2 separate regions of the Sus scrofa genome follow, and region 2 is linked to region 1. The links are chromatin contacts, called in public HiChIP or PLAC-seq maps. All regions are on one chromosome and are shown on one strand. The core of a region is the stretch at or near the end of the contact, and the rest is flanking DNA. Distances in the headings are between cores, read along the strand shown. Region 1 overlaps WDR70 (WD repeat-containing protein 70). Region 2 overlaps WDR70 (WD repeat-containing protein 70).

The links. HiChIP or PLAC-seq counts read pairs in DNA pulled down with a chosen protein or histone mark.
Region 2: a contact with region 1 is called in an H3K27ac HiChIP or PLAC-seq map of skeletal muscle. The contact joins two enhancer-like sites. A contact is called at or near these places in 3 of 47 Hi-C or Micro-C datasets (embryonic fibroblasts, epiblast stem cells and fibroblasts) and 1 of 2 datasets of contacts at active chromatin or transcription factors (skeletal muscle).

Annotation. Positions count from the first base shown.
Region 1 is chr16:22,649,973-22,654,734 of Sscrofa11.1, reverse strand. WDR70 (WD repeat-containing protein 70) reads right to left here. Exons shown (of 18, transcript XM_021076962.1): 6 at 1,231-1,290. Among named protein-coding and RNA genes, the nearest start is that of WDR70, 52 kb to the right of the region's middle. Within about 2 kb of position 2,409, at least 2 of the 83 cell types and tissues checked have an H3K27ac peak or open chromatin away from gene starts, as enhancers often do. A contact at or near this core is called in skeletal muscle, where this site is marked.
Region 2 is chr16:22,759,291-22,764,052 of Sscrofa11.1, reverse strand. All of the region lies in intron 9 of WDR70 (WD repeat-containing protein 70), which reads right to left. Among named protein-coding and RNA genes, the nearest start is that of WDR70, 160 kb to the right of the region's middle. Within about 2 kb of position 2,667, at least 3 of the 83 cell types and tissues checked have an H3K27ac peak or open chromatin away from gene starts, as enhancers often do. A contact at or near this core is called in skeletal muscle, where this site is marked.

The DNA of each region.
Region 1 (4,762 bases), core at 1,160-3,659:
TTTTGGTTCCAAGACCCTTTACATTCAAAATCTTTTGAGAACCCCCAAAAATGTCTGTTTATACAAGTTATGTGTATCAATTTTTACCACAGCAAAAATTAAAATTAAGACATTTTAAAATACTTACTGTTAACTCCACTTAAAATAACAATAACAATAAATCCACTGTATCTTAACATAAATATTTTATAAAAATGGTATTTTCAAAAGCAAAATATTTAGTGAGAAAAATATCACTATTTTAACATCCTTTGCTATTAATTCTATCACTTGGTTATTTCTGGGCCTATTTCTATTGACTCGATGTTTCCCCCCTCATTACAGGATGTATTTCCCTACTTCTTTACATGTCAGACATCTAGAAAACACATAGTTTAATTATAAAGGGAAAGCAAAATAATTTTATTTTTTCACTCATTCACAAGCAAGTTTCATTAATTCGACTGTCATTTTGTAATGGCTTTACAGTAAGATTAGGTGATTTCATCTTACACTCCAAAATTTTTACATTATTAATTTTTAAATAACGTAAATATGATAATGGAAAAATATAATCCATAAAACTTAAGTGACATAATCTTAGAGCCAGACAAGTTACTATCTTATGTTTCAGGGTCACACTCATGGCATATGGAAGATCCCAGACGAGAGGTCAAATCAGAGCTGCAGCTGCCAGCCTACACCAGAGCCACGGTGATTTGGGATCTGAGCCACATCTGCAACCTACACCACAGCTTGTGGCAACGCCAGATCCTTAAGCCACTGAGTGAGGCCAGGGATCAAACCCACATCTTCCTGGATACTGGTTGGGTTCTCAACCCACTGAGCCACAACAGGAATTCCCTTATGTTCATTTCTTAGCTCAACATCCACGTAAAAAATGAACTCAGGCCTCTTATTGACATAGAAATGAAGCTAAGGGTAATGAGAAATTTTCCCACACCATAAAAAAAAAGTATCTGAGTTTCATTTCATCGTTTCACTTGTAATGTTCCTTTGTCAAAGAGAGAGGTTTTAAAGCCAACAATAACAATGACAATAGTGTTCCTATTTTAAATGAAATGCAATGGTTATTCTGACTCAACAGAAAAGCAATCTATTTTCCTTATATCTATAGCTTTGTGATATAAGTTGACTATATAATTGGCCTTAATATGAATGTATCTTATTAGTTCACTTTTCCATGACAGCCCTGTTATTGAGGAAAAGAATTAAATTTTTTAAACTTACTGTTTTAGTGCCATGCTTTAGAGTTATCTCATGGGAGTCAGGGATCTTTTGGACAGGATTCTGAAAAAAGAAAATTCCATGACATTGGTAAGCAATGTACCACATTTAGGAGGAAATCACATACCACATTCACAGGAAATTTAATTTTTAAAAATTGCATCACTGGCTTTTAAACACAAAAGCCAGTGTTTTTTAAAAAATAGGAAAAAATGAGCATTTTTTTATTTCTATACTTCTAGATAGATTACAATTGGTCGCTTTGAGCTGATAATAAATGTATCTTAAATCTCTAAAAAGATAAACTCAAACTCTGCAGGTTGTATGAAACCATAAGGGCCTCTTAGTATGGAAAACTTTTAAAGTCCTCTTTTCATTGGTACTTGGGCATACCTTAAAGTGTTTATGTACTTAATTTATGAGACAACAAAATTTGCACAGAATAAATGTATACCATTTAACCCATAAAAGTTTAAAAAACAAAAAAATTGCTATTTAAGTGGTACAAATAAGGAACTGAGTCCTTCACTGGTTCATTAATTCAATAAGCCTTTATTAAAGTGAGATTATACCAGATGCTAAGTGGCACGAGACTTAGCCTTGACTCCCCTCCCCTCCCAAGAAACATAAAGTCTAAGAGGGAAGCATCAATGCTCTAATATAATACGTCCTATGTTAGAAAGGGTATGGACAGACTAACTGAGGGATAGAGATGATGGATGCACAAATCAGACATAAGAGGTCACAGTAATCATTTAAATAAGCAGTTTTATTGTTTAGTCAAGTCTCCATTAGCCAAGAGCAGGGGAATCATACTAAAATTCTACAGCCATTACAAATCCATGTCAAAATTATTGTGCAATCTAACAAATTCTGGTCCTTGACTTCCCTCATTCTCTAGGATCCTTGATGAACCAATCAATCACCAGCTCTATTTTATCTTAAATCTTTTCCCTACTATGGCTGCTTCTCCCCAGCATATGAATAATTAAAGTGCTTCCCACATTCAACACACACACAACACACACAATTTCCCCTACATTCCCTGCTCTATCACTCTTTTCCTTTATGGTAAAGCTTCTTCACACTTTAGTTTTCACTCAGTGTCTCTTTTCTTTCACCCTTCTACCTCCACCTCTTTGGCACTGGTCATTCAATTCCTAATGCTTACCACAGTTCTTGGCACTTAGGGGACTCTCAGTAAATATTTCTTGAATGAATAAGTAAGTTACTATAAATGTCCCAGGGCACTTTTCAAAACTTAACCTGCACATCTGACCTTTCAACAGCATGATAACTACTTAACTATTTCCTCCATCTTGAAACTGTACTTTCTTAGGAGGAAACAGCCTTGACAAAAAGCCAGAAAATCTAGGCTTTTAAAATCTGGTTCTGATACTCATTAACCCTGTCATACCCTCTGGAGAGTAATGACTCTCAGTTGCCTCAGCTGCAAAGAGGATAACAGGGCTTGTGCCTTAGGTTACTGTGAGGTGAGTGGTTTAAAGCTCTTAATACAGAGTTTGGCACAAAGCAGGTGCTCAGTGACAGTCATCATTTATTCTAAGGCCTACCTCCTGTCCCTCTGGTCATACTATCTTTGTCTTTTTCCAGGCTTCTCTTCCTCTTTACTTGGCTAATTCCTACTCACCCTTTAAGACTCAATTCAGATGTGACCTGCTCCTGGGAGGATTTCTCAACATTTCAAACTCTGGGTTAAATGGCCTTTCTACGCATTCCCATGACAAGCTCTCCTTGTCTCTATCACAGAACCTGTCACAATATGTTATAATTTCTGACTGTTTCCCTCCACTCCACTCCCTAACCAAACCACAAAATGGACACTTCTCAAAGACTGTGTGTATATATTATCTCTGGGTCCCCAAACTACAAAACACCTGGTGTATAGCAGACACACACAAAAGTTTTTGGAATGAATGAATGGCCCTTACAATGTCTACCTCATAAATCACACTGGATTATAACTTTTAATTTACCTTCAAACGTTAATGTTTACGTCCATAAAGAACAACAAATAGGTGCTATTCATCAGGTGAGCCTTGTGAGTGAGAGTCAGAGATAATTGAAGATTTTCCAAAAGTGAAAAGCTTTGAAGCCCAAATGACTCTACCTTAGACTAAAATCAGATGGAAAGCTGCAAGTAGAAAGAAATAAAGGCAGTTCTGTTTCCATTACCAGTACAGTAGAGGAGACTAGGGGAGTTCCTGTTGTGGCTCAGCAGGTTAAGGATCAGACATGGTCTCTGAGAGGATGAAGGGTCCATTCCTGACCTGGCTCAGTGGGTTAAAGATCCGGTGTTGGAGTTCCCGTGGTGGCTCAGCAGAAAAAATTCTAACTAGCATCCATGAGGATGCAAGTTCAATCCTTGGCCTTGCTCAGTGAGTTAAGGATCCGGCATTGCCATGAACTGTGATGTAGATCACAGACGTGGCTCAGATCTGGCATTGCTGTGACTGTGGCATAGACTGGCAGCTTTAGCTCAGATTAGACCCCTAGCCTGGGAACCTCCATATGCTGCAGGTGCGGCCCTAAAAAACAAAAAACAACATCAAAAAAGGATCTGGTGTTGCCACAGCCATAGTGTAGGCCGCAGCTACAGCTCTGATTTGACCCCTAGCCTAGGAACTTCCATATGCTGCAGCTAAAGCCATTTAAAAGAAAAAAAGAGAGAGAGAGAGAGGAGACTGGGAACCAAGAGGCACTGAACAAAAATACTTACAGTAAACCAAGGAACTGCTGGCGAATTTGCAATTTATTTAAAGACAAAGATAATTTACTACTTTACTATCTTTTCCAAAGTGCTACACACACCTATCTCAGAGATAATGATATTCCAACACAAATTCCAAAATAATTTAAAAGTTGAACAAATGAATTCTGGATTAATGCTATACCAAATTATGTAAACCACTGCTTCCTTCACAGCTGACAATATTTGCAAATAATAAAAACTCATGTAAAGGTGCTAAGTACTCTTGAAAGAAACAGGAGAACAGTTCAAATGTTTTACTTAGAGAGGAATCTGTTATAGTCTGTGTATCATTTCATAACTAATTACTTTTTCATCACTCAGTAAAAAGAAACACTGTCACCAAAAGAAGGGATGAAAATTATTTCACTGAATTCGATGCAGAATGTGCCTATATATAGACAATTTCTGACATTTAAAGAAAAAACTTACAAGAACACAGAACAACTCAGTATTTACATTAGGAATGAATTAAATGTTTAAATAAATGTTGTTTACATTCAAAATCAAAGTTTTACTGGAAATCATGTAGAGCATAACTCATAAAAAGCCCATATAATTGGCACAAATAAATCATCTAAAATAGTAGCAATCCATCTTTTGGTAGCGTATCACTTGATGGTGACTGTTCTTTTTCCAGAACTTTTAGTAATGACTTTTTGAAATATGGCTTAGTGTGAAATTTGCTATAACAGTAAAATATTTTCATGATATCCCTGCCAGGGGACATCATAAACTATAAGACTTCAATGAAGTCATTTATTA
Region 2 (4,762 bases), core at 1,418-3,917, 110 kb before region 1:
AGAACATCAGCCCGTGTCATAGTTGTTTTTCTCTCCTCCTCTATTCTCATCTAAAGTGGCATCTCCTTGGAAGACTCCCCTGACCTCCCTCTAATCATCATCATCATAGTCATTATCATGCTGTATCATGTGACTCTGTCTGTTTGCTTCAAAGGGCTGATTACAGGAGTACCCTGATGGTGCAGGTTCGACCCCTGGCTTGGGAATTTCCACATGCTGTGAGCAGAGCCAAAAATTTAAAAAAAAAAAAAAAAAAAGACAGACTACAAACCATATTTATGAATTCATCAGTGTCTTTCTCCTCCACAGCTCCTTTAGAGGGCTTTGAGTGAGCTATCTTATTCACCAGTGTTCCCTAGAACCTAGCCCATGGTGTGACACACAGTATAGGCTAGGTGCCAATATTTCATGGAGGAATGAATATCTGATCAGATGATAAGTTCTGATGAATCTCATTCTGAAGCATGCCTCACATCTGTTCCCTATTTTCCACCAAATTATCATCAGCGCCCTGGATTGGACCATCATAACCTGTTGTCTACACTCTAGAACTAACTTGGGGACTGAGCTCTCTGCCTTTAGCCTAGCTCTCTTTATCCTGTCAAAAAAGTGATGTGCTTTTCAGGAAAAAAAAGTAAAAAGTAAATTTGATGAGGTCACTCTCCTAAGGAAAAGCCTAATAGCTCGGAAGGCTATAGAAAAAAAGTTCCAGACAGCACCCAAGAGCCTTCCTAAAATGACCATAATCCAAACTGAACTTTCTAGGCTCTGGTCCAGCTACTTTGGCCCCTTACATTAGATACACTGCAGGATGAGAAAGGACTGTTTGGTAGACAGAGCTGGAAGGAAAGGCTAACTAGCAACTAATTAAAAATAAAAAAGAACCTACTAGTTCTGGCACCCTATGTTAAAATAAAGTTTAAAGACTAAATGACTAAATACCTAGAAGAATTAAATGATGTAAAGAAAAAATACAACTGTGTGACAAAATTGAGATGCAGGTTGGGGGCAGGAGAGGGGGGGTAGTACTGAATTACATGCAATGGCCAGGAGACTATCTCTGAGGCTATGACGTTCTGGAGTTGAGATCTGAATGACAGGAGCTATATCCTGCCTTAGAGCTTACCAAGAAGAAGACCACAGTGAAAGCCTTAATGTGAGAAAGGGCTTGGTGTGAGAAATGGAGAGAAGGGTGCTGTGGCTGGAGCAAAACATGATGTGAGATGAAGTCAGTGACGTGGGAAGGACCAGATTATATCGGGTCTTATAATACAGATTCTACTCTAAATTGGTAAACCACTGAAGAATTTTAAACAGCAACAGGGCATAAACTGATGTATGTCATAAGTTCCCAGTGGAGAATCAATTCATTTATTCACTCATTCTTCTTTCATTCAACAAATATTTAACAGGGGTCAGCCGTGTCACCAGACACTATACTGGGCACTATGGATACAGTGGTGAACAAGAGAGGTAAAGCCTCTGCCTTCACAAAGCTTTCATTCTGGAGGATTCTACGAAGACAGAAAGGAAGCAAGGATCCAGTTAAGAGACCACTGCGGAGTCCATATGAGAGCTTATGATGGCTTGGACAAGATAGGTTACAGTAGAGAGGGAGAAGAAATGAATAAATACAGAACTAGACAAGAAAGTGAAGCTGGGAGGAATTCGTCCATCTCAGTGTGGACAAATGGACTGCAATGCTATTTACTAAAATAGGAGAAAATAGAAGAGGGTTCTATTTTGGTCAGATAGAGTGAGGGAGCTATTAGGCATCAGAAGAGGAGTTACCCAGTAGGCTACTGGATTTAGGAGCCTGAAGTTCAGTGGAGAGGGCAGAACTAGAGCTGAAAAGCTATGAGCTGAGCAGAGATGGTATTGAAAGCCATTAAGATTTAGGAAAAGAGTTCAAATGACCAAAGAATCCAGGGTCAAAACTTGATACATTCGAACTTTGAGAGGTTGAGGAAAAGGAGGAAAAAGCAAAGAACATTGAGAAGGAGTGATGAGTAAGTGGGAGGAAAACAGCAAAATGTGTAGTGTCTCTGTGGCAAGCCGTGGAGATGTGCTGCTAGGATCTCCCTTCAAGAACCCATTTGTCATTTCAGTTGTAAGGAGTGCAGTTCACTGACAACCTCCAGCTGTTAACAGCCTCAGGATCCACTCAGCTTTTAAGCCAAAGCCACATTCTTCCCAGGTCACTATGGGTAGTGTGACATGACCGCATCAGTCAAATGCAGGTCTCTTCTAATCAGTGACCTTTGTTCTGGAGTCCCTGGCCAAGGACTTGTAAGACCTGCATGAGGGTCTGAAGTTTTCCCTGCCCAATCGTGCTTCCTCTCCACTTTCACAGCTATTAAACCTTGGTCTGAGACCTTGACCTATCCAATCTTACTCCCTTCCTCTTGTTTCCTTTACGAGCAAGCCCCTCCTCCCAATAAGCCTCTTGCACATCTCTCTCCATCTCAGCACCTGCATCCTAGAGGACCGCACCAGACAGTCACAAAAACCAGGGAGAAAGAAAGTGTCACGAAGGATATGGTCCACTGTGATGAAGTTTGCTGAGAAGTCAAGTAAGGTAAAATGAGAGAACCACCAGAATCTGGCAAAATGACAGTCACTGAGAGTCCTGAAGAGGGCATTTTTGGTGGAGCAGTCTGAATCAAAGCTTAACTGGAATGGGCTGTGGGGTAGATGACAGCTGAGGACAGAGCAGAGACTACAGACAACTAACTCATTCCAGACGTTCTGCCTCTATAACTCCCAGTTATATCACGGGCTCTGCAAGAATAGTGCTAGGATTTCAAAAACTATAGCAGGGAACTAATGTAGATTGGGGAAGGTCTATCTGAGGAAGTAAAGTTTACTAAAATAATGGAAATAAGAACATACCAGGAAGAGGGAAGAGCAGGTGCTAAAGCCAAGGAGTGGGAGGGAGTGTGAGTTACTGGAGAATCAGAAAACCAGTTGCTGTGGATGAAATAGAGAGAGCCAGGACCAGGTTATGCAAGGTCATGTGGGAAGTGATAAATATTTTGGATCTTAGCCTAAAGACTAGACATTTAAAGCTGGGACTTCATTTGCGATTTTTTGAAAATATCACTGCAGTAGGAGAAAAAACAAAAGTGAAAGACTTGTTGAGAGCTGATAGTGATTTGAATGAGCAACTGAATACATTCATTCATTCAAATAATATTTACTAAATGAGTGAAGCAAACTGATTCAACAGGTTTTTTCAGAGGTAGAATCTACAGAACTGGCGAGACTGGGGCTCGAAGAAAGGGAGTTATCAAGGATAATTCCTAGGACTCTGGCTCAACCAACTGGGCAAGAACTGTTTACCATGCTCAGCAGAGAAACCACAACTTCTCAGAGGCCCCACAGACCACATGTATCCAGTAAGCCCCTTTTCCTGGTGATACACCAAGTCTTTCCCAGCAATCATAACACCAAAGGATACAAGTGTGTAACATAATTGTATCACACAACACAGGCTTCACAGAATGTTTCTCCTTCAATGCTCAACTATCTCATGTTACGCCTGAGGGAATGGATTGTCTACTAGAGTTGGAATCCAGTCATACATATTAATGACACTCTCTTGACCTTTACATATAATTTTACACATATTTCAGAACAGGCCATAATCCCTCAGTCCAGCAATTTATTTATGGGCAATTTTTGAAGCTGTTATCAGTGGCTTCTCCTTTTGGCTTTTCCTGGGAATTAGAAATTCTTGCTTAACTTGAGCTGGTTCCTTCTTCCTCCTTTTATCTAAGATAATCATTAAGTCCATAAATCAGATTCTAACACTCCTTAACCTTTTTTTTTTCCCCACCGTAGAGGTCATTCTGTTTGCTCCTGTAGTTCTGAACATCCTTTACAAAGAAGCACGATAAATGATCAAGCCCCTATCATCCCTGCAAAAAAATCAGAAAAGGCCCAGAAAAGAAGAATTTGAGTAAATTAAATACACTTAAATTACCAGGAAGAAGGAAGAGGGGATATTACCAATTTTCAAAGTTTAACCAAAAATGTAAGGCATATATTTATATATAAATATATGAAACGTTTTAAGTGTTGCAGGCTTAGTCAAAACCATTACCCCATACCCCAATGGATTTTAAGAGTTTTTCTCTTCTAAAGTAAACCCATGGAGTAGCTTAATTCTTCAGCAGGAAATGGTTCAACATACATTACCCCAAATGGACACATGGGCTTAAAATAGCCCACTAGAAGTTACCAAATTTACTCCTAACCTCTAGGAAAGAAAAGACTATTCCACTGACTTTTACATATTTTGGCACTATCCTGAAAGTCCATTTTGGCTCCAGAGGCTTATTAGAGAGAATAATTAGTCTATCTCTGACCAATTATAGAAAGCTATTTATCAACCCCCTTCCTCAATGTTTTATCTGTAATGCATTTTACAGAATAGGATTTCATTTGTATTGTATTACTAGAGAAAAGAGCATATGACAAACTTCAACCAACAGCCAGCACTATTTAGTAATTTTGATTTTGAGATGGCTGTTAATGTGCAATTTTAAATGTTGCTTTTTGTCTAGGATTATATTCAAAATCAAGCATTCAAATCCACCAACATTTATCCAGCAATACGTATTTGCTAGGCAATGTGAGGAATGCAAAAGACAAGTAATACAAGACCCCAGTCCTAACAGAATTATTGTAAACTTGGTGAGTTCGGGAATTCACCATCTTTTGCAAGGTACATAGTCAAACTCAACGTCACCTGTGAGAA